2 separate regions of the Cricetulus griseus genome follow, and region 2 is linked to region 1. A link is a contact called in public Micro-C data. All regions are on one chromosome and are shown on one strand. The core of a region is the stretch at or near the end of the contact, and the rest is flanking DNA. Distances in the headings are between cores, read along the strand shown.

Region 1 (3,349 bases), core at 14-2,513:
TATGTCAGAAATCAGGCACTCCGCCAGTCTACCCTTCAGGTACTCATTACTCATCACTGCTAGGCGGGGCACATTTCCACTGTCACTATGAGTTGTGTATTTTCCCTATGCAACATGGGTACCCTTTAAAAGGTCCCTTCCAACATCACAGCCCTCTCTTGTTCATTCTCTCTGTCTTCCAGTCTTTCTGTCTGTCCCTGTCTGTCTCTCCTCTCTATCTCTATTTCTTTCTCATGCCCCCACTCCAAGATGGCCTTTCATTCTTCCTTCCCCCAATAAACTTTTTGTGTGAGATCTAGTGCTTGGTGTGCCACCAATAAATCCTAACAGTTTAGTCCATTATCATCATAGCAGAAAGAATGGCAGTGTGCAGGCAGACATGGTACAGGAGAAAGAGCTAAGAGCTATACATCCAGATGGGCAGGCAGCAGGAAGTGACCCGAGTTCTTGAGATCTCAAAACCCATACCCTAGTGACATACTTCCTCCAGCAGGGCCACACCTACTCCAGCAAAGCCACATTAGGAAGGGACCTCCTAATAGTGCCATTCCCTAAGGACCAAGTATTCAAATGCATGAGTCTGGGGGTGGGTGGGGAGCGTGGAATTTTTTTTTAATGTTTTTTTCTTTTTTAAAAAATTTTATTTATTATGTATACAGTCTTGTGCCTGCATGCCAGCAGAGGGTACCAGATCTCATTCAAGGTGGTTGTGAGCCACTGTATGGTTACTGGGAATTGAACTCAGGACCTTTAGAAGAAAGGTTAGTGCTCTTAACCACTGAGCCATCTCTCCAGGGTGGTATTCTTATTCAAACCACCACAGGCAAGCTGGTCACTCACCCCTTAGCCAGCCTGGTTGACTCTTTGTTTGTGGTACAAACGGCTGGGAAGAATGAGGTCATTTCCCGGGCAGTGGAGTTAAAAGTTCAGGATGAGCCACAGCCAATGTCCAGAGGCCCTGTCCTCACTCTCCCTATGGCTGTGGCAAGATCTAGCTGAATTCTCATTCCACTCTTTTGCTTCCCCAGATGCCTGACCCCTTCTCCATTGTGGTTCTCCAACATTCCTACCAATCCTATTGAGATACCCAGCATGCCGATAAAACATTCCTTTTCTGTTTGTTTGCCTCAGCAGGCCTCCATTGTTTGTAACCAAGAACCTTCTTCCCTAACTTAGAAGGTTCCTGCCGAAAGTGGGCAGGAAGCCTGAACTCACCGCAGAGTTCCCTGTTAGAGGGGCCCAGGCCAGGCAGAAAGGAGGTTGGGCTCCACTCAGGACTGCTGGGGACAATGAGGTTCTGCTTTACAGTTGGCTCATACTATGAGTCACTGAACACTATTGATAAGGAAAACCTCCAGGATTCTCACACACCACATACACATATACTCAGACACACACCCCACACATATATGTATATACACCATGAGCACACAATACATACACACATACACTCACATACACAAATATACATGCATGCACACACATAATGCTCACACACACACATGCACACATACACATATATACACATACACTCTCACACACACAGAGTGCTGGGGGGTGAATCTAATTTCTTCACACATCCTAAGCAGATGCGTCATCACCGAGTAGAGTAAGACACCTAGCCCACAGAAAAAGAAAATTTTTATTTTTAGTAGCAGGGATTGAACTCAGGGCCTCATACATGCTAAGCAAGTGCCTTACCACTGAACCAGAAGCCTAGCCCTCAAGAAAAATGTTTTCAATGTCCCCTTTGTCATCCTGAAATCAGATTTACGTATAATAATTTTTAAAAATTATTTTTAAAGGTTCTGTTTTTGTTTGTCTGTTTGTTTCATTTGAGATAGGGTTTCTGTATGTAACAGCCCTAGCTGTCCTGGAACTTGCTTTGTAGACCAGGCTTGCCAAACTTACAGAGATTTGCCTTCCTTTGTGCTGGGATAAAAGGGGTGAGGCTACAAAGAGAAACCCTGACTCAACAAGCAAACAAACAAGATTTTACAATTATATTATGTGTGTGAGTGTTTTGCTTGCACGCATGTATATGCACCACCACACACAAACAGTGTCCACAAGTAGCTGTTAGGATTCAAACCCTGGTCCTCTGCAAGGGCAGCTGCACTCCTAACCTGTGACCCATCTCTCCAGGCCCTTCATGTAATCTTAATAGATCAGCATAATATGAAGAAAAATTTAAAGAAAATTATTGACAAAGTATTTGCTCATAAAAGCATAAAATTGGTGGCATACCAATTAACCCCAGCACTTGGGAGGCAGAGACAGGAGGATCATCTCTAAGTGTGAAGCCAGCCTTGTCTACAAAGCAAGTTCCAAGACAACCAGGGCTAAACAGAGAAACCCTGTCTCAGGAAGAAAAAAGAAAAAAGCTTAATATAAAGGAAATAAAGTCCTCCAATGATGTAAATGCATGTGTTTGACTACTAGGGAGTCCCCCAAATTAGTGTCCCCTGTATATTGAGAGGCATGTCCAATGAGTATAGCCTAGGCAATGATTAAAGGTTTTCTGCAAAATACAATGTGCAGGGGAACATGCATCTATGTGTAGATGCCTGCTCAGAAATACAGCATGTTTTGTGATGTACTGGATGTGGTCACCTCTGAGGAAGGCAGCGGTCAGAGGAGTGAAGAGGAGAGAGAGGCATGTGTACATTTTCTCTCCATCTTGTGTCCTTTGCATCTTTATTTATTTTTTAAAGATTTATTTTTATTCTGTATAGTGTTCTGTCTTCATGTATGCCTGCAGGCCAGAAGAGGGCAGCAGATCTCATTTATAGATGGTTGTGAGAGACCGCGAGGCTGCTGGAAATTGAACTCAGGAAAAGCAGCCAGTGCTCCTAACCTCTGAGCCATCTCTCCAGGCTGCCCCTTGCATCTTTAATAAAACCTTGTTTAATAAAAACATGAGGTAAATGTGAAAGTGGAAAAAAACCATGACAGTGACACTGTGTCCCGAGAACCTCACTGAAGCAGTCAGTGGGCCAGGCGAATTTGCTAATGAATACTGTGACTCTGGGTAGAAGAGAGCATTGCTGTTTTCTGCCATGGTTAATGTTGACCTGCGGTCTTCAGCACTGCCAGGTGTGTGTGGTCTGGCCAAGTGTGTGGTCAGGAAGCCATGGGACTTCCTTATTGCGAGAGTGCCTCTGGGTTTTGTGTCTATACCACTGCATATCTGTACTCCAGACTGGCGCACCTAAGTACTCCTCAGAGCCTGCCTCCTTCCAGGCTTGAGTTCCAACTCACTTGCCATGTGGCAACCTGTAAGCCAAATACTGGAAGGTAGTTGTCCTTTGACTTATTCAACTGACAGTATGGGTCACTGACCACTGAG
Region 2 (3,741 bases), core at 910-3,409, 350 kb after region 1:
TAAACATATTCTAGACATGAACATGCTATCATAAGTACTATTTAAATGATATACTTCATCACAGTGTGGTTAACACATGACCACATATTCCTTCCCCATTTTGACCATGTTGAGACATGGGAGGATAGCACTTGACAAGCCCAGGGAAGGTAAATCACTCCAACAATGGTGCTCTACCCTGCAATGCCAGATTATCACAAAAAGTTAGAAGAAGATTTCCAAGGAAAGAGACTCTACAGAGCAGCTTCAGGCTTGCCAGATTTATGCCGCCTTGATTGGTCTTTTAAAACAAGCTGAAGCAACAGGCTGATTCAATAAAAAACCAGGCACCACTTCAGATGCCCATGCAGGGGCGAATGGAAAGGCTGCATTCCTGGGCCACATTCATCACCTCTGCACCAGGCATCACTAGTGAGGGATAACAGACCATGTGATGCCAAACCATGTTGTAATGTGTGCTCACCTAGTTTACAGACTTCATAGTCATCTTACTGCTCGACACAGTGAAACCACCTTATGCTCCAAGAGCTTGTCACGTGAAAGGCCTGAGGTTGCCACTGCAACCGCCAGATGAGCACAGGGCTCCTCCTCCAGCCCCGGGAGCTCTATGTGTGGTTTACCAACAGCAAACTGGCCCAGGCTGCAAAATGCTGGGTCAAGCTGATTGCATTTTCTCACTTTACCGAAGCTGCAGCTGGCTCCTTCTTGCTGTCACAAGGAAAAAAAAAAAAAAAAAAAGAAAGAACCGAACCTCCCACCCCCGACAGTCCACTCCAAGACTGGGATGTGTGTGTGTGTGTGTGTGTGTGTGTGTGTGTGTGTGTGTGTGTGTGTGTGTGTAAATGACTTAGGAAGTTGGAGACCCTCTTGCAAAGATTTTATCCGTGTCCCTCCCAAACACCCCAAAACACATGAACACACTAACTCTCCTGCAGAAATTACCACCTTAACCTAAACCTGGTACTTCTGCTACCAAGGCCAATCTAAGGAAAAGATTAACCCGTGGTTCTCGGCCATGGGTTTGCCGACAGGGCCAACCCTGGAGAAAAAGCCAGCTTTCTGTTTGTTTTAAAGGAAATACTTCCTAGCACATATTTAGGACTCTGAACTCTGCACATGGGACCACGTGGTTGGTGATAATCTGGCTCCCTCTTGTTAGTCAAAGCCACCTCTTTCCGCCGGCAGCCCGGGTAACAGACACCACCACCTTCAAGTCAAACAGGCTCCCAGTTCATCCTCACAGAAATCCTCCCGCGCGCGAGATCGGGGGCGGGGAGAGCCTCCAGGAGAGTGGCTGGGGGCGGGACATGTCCCTGTGGGCTTTGGCTGGAAGGGCCTCACACCTGAGGGGCCCAAAAGTGGCTCTAGCAGCTCAGGTTGAGGCCCATAAGAGGCTAGGAGGAGAAGCCTGCCCTTCCAGCAAAGTGCCTTCACCTCTTGCAGAGCGCGCAGGCACAGTACTTGCGGAGCCCACCTGTAGCCACAGCAAACAAACTTTCCGCCCCTTAAGGGTGGGAAGCATCAGACCCTACGCCACCCGCTGGCCCTAGCCGGCAGCGCCAGGAGCTAGGCGGGCTCTTCACCTGACGCCCCTAAACCACAATCTGGTCTGCACTAGCGCCGCTGAGGCTTGCGGGGTGGAGGGACGTGCCTGGAAGCTGCGGTTAGGAATTTGGAGGACAGGGGCGGAAATAGGAGCTCTGCTCCTTTGCAATTCCACTTCCCAACTTTGCCAGCCGCTGCCCCTCCGCGGCGTGCACTCGGCCCCCCTCGGCCTCCCCAACGCCGTCCCAGGGAGAGGGGTGCCCAAGATCAGCGGGAGCCCGCGCACTCACAGCCATAGCGGGGCCGTTGCAGCGACGGCAACTCTTCGTGCGGCATCCTCCGCTGCTCCGGGGGCCCTCCCGGGGCGCGCCCCCCGTGGTTCCCCTCGCTGGCCAGGCTCGCCGGCTCCGCGCCCCGCGGGCGCGCTCCGATCCGCCTCCGGCTGCCCTCGCCCGGCTTTCCCGAGCTGGCCGACCGGCTCCTTCGGTGCTCCTTCGCCCGCGCCCGCGGCGGCCGCGTCTTGCTGACACCGGGGCAAAAGTGAACTCTCTCCTCCCTCGCTCGCCCGCCCGCCCGCGGGCCGCGCCGCCTCCTCCAGCAGGTTTCCTTTCTCCTCCCGCCCGGCCCCGTTATTCACCGCGCTCGGTGGGAGCGCGCCGCCGAGCAGCGACCCCTACGGGACTCCCAGCGAAGCGCAGGGGAGCGAGGACCCGCCTCCCGGGAGAGGAAGGGGCTGAGAGACAGCCCAGACCCCTACAGCTGGGGCCCAACGCACAGCTGGAGGGCGCCTTGGAGCGTTCGGAGGATGGAAGTGAACCAACTCAGGGAAGAACAAGAAAAAACACACAAGACCACAGGCACCCTCTTCGCCGGGGTGTTGCTCAGTGACTGGGGGACAAACACTGCAGTTCCTTTTCCTCTAAGGAGATTGCACGGGGACGCCACCTCCCCGCCTGCTTTCGGATTTGGGGGTTTAAACGAAAGTTGTTTGTGACTTTTGGTCTACGAGGCACAGGATTGTTTTTTTTTTTTTTTTTTTTTTTTTTTTTTTTTTTTTTTTTTTTTTTTTTTTTTTTTTTTTAAGAAACGGTAAGGGTGAGCTAGTGCGCATGCTGGAGCGGCAAGATAAACAGTCTCCAAATAACACTCAGAACACAACTGCCAGTCATCCCCTAGTCCCCTCTGCCAGGCCGCCCCAAAGTGCAAAACTGTCGCTCAGGCCCAGCCGGGGTCGCACAACCACAAACCCCTTTCCGGCTCAGCGTTCGAGACAGAAACCACAAGTGGCTGTTTTAAAAGCCGGGGTTTCACGCGGTCGCTTGGAACCTGGAGGAATGTGGAGCCCCTCTAAACCTGGGCTCTCGCTTTTTTACAAATGTGAGGCATGTGCGTGATCACGTGACTGAAACAAATAATCGAAAAAGATAATTTAGCTGAAGAACGGTGGTCTAGCGACACTAGTCACCATTAATTGAGCAAGCCACAAAGAGAGGCCAGCCGTTTTCTGGGAGATACACCCTCAGTTTCCAGTTCGGTTGGTCTGGGTTGAGGCTCCTGAACTTGTGCTTTTCTCACAAGCCAGCTTATGGGCACGAAGCAGATGGGCACGAAGAGTTTAGATTGGACTTGGATCTCATTGGATTTTTTTTTTTTTCTTCCTGGGGTCATTGAATTCTCACCTAGTTGGAATGTGATGAAAGGGATTTTTCTCTCTCAAAAAGTAGATGCCTCTAAATGCTAAGGGCAACTCAGAGAGGGAAATGGCCACAGTCTGAAGCAGTGATGCTAATCCCGAAGTCATCCTGTTAACCAGGGTTCTTCCGTGTCTCAAGAGACACCATGTTGATCTCTAAAATGCAGTCTTCTCTGTATATCAAAAAGGAACTCCTCATGCACAGCATTTAGGGCCTCAAGAAGTACATAGTGTTTGTTTCTAGAGGTGGGGCTAAATCACTGTAAACCACAATGGCCTGAGAAGATGATAAAGTGTGGCGTCAGGATGAGTTTGAAGAATAGGCAAGAGCTGGGTGGAGAATATCCTTTCCTAGGAGACAGACAAGGGCGGGGAGACAATGGGTTGGAACCTGAGGGAGATGAGGGGACGGGAGGGGACGGGAGGGAAGGGGAGGGAAGGGGAGGGGAGGAGAGGAGGTGGAAAGCTCTAACTAGACTGTAGAGGACTTTCTCAATGTCAGA

What was found. A called contact is a pair of places that touch in the nucleus more often than the background predicts.
Region 2: a contact with region 1 is called in a Micro-C map of the CHO-K1 cell line, with 4 times the contacts expected there. The contact joins the promoter of Iqgap2 here to the enhancer-like site in region 1. A contact is called at or near these places in 2 of 8 Hi-C or Micro-C datasets (both in the CHO-K1 cell line).

The regions. Positions count from the first base shown.
Region 1 is chr2:314,225,923-314,229,271 of CriGri-PICRH-1.0, forward strand. No RefSeq gene overlaps it. Among named protein-coding and RNA genes, the nearest start is that of F2rl1, 38 kb to the left of the region's middle. Within about 2 kb of position 1,264, at least 3 of the 6 cell types and tissues checked have open chromatin away from gene starts, as enhancers often do. A contact at or near this core is called in the CHO-K1 cell line, where this site is marked.
Region 2 is chr2:314,576,761-314,580,501 of CriGri-PICRH-1.0, forward strand. Iqgap2 (ras GTPase-activating-like protein IQGAP2) reads right to left here and starts at 2,160. Exons shown (of 36, transcript XM_027401697.2): 1 at 1,836-2,160. The coding sequence starts at 1,881.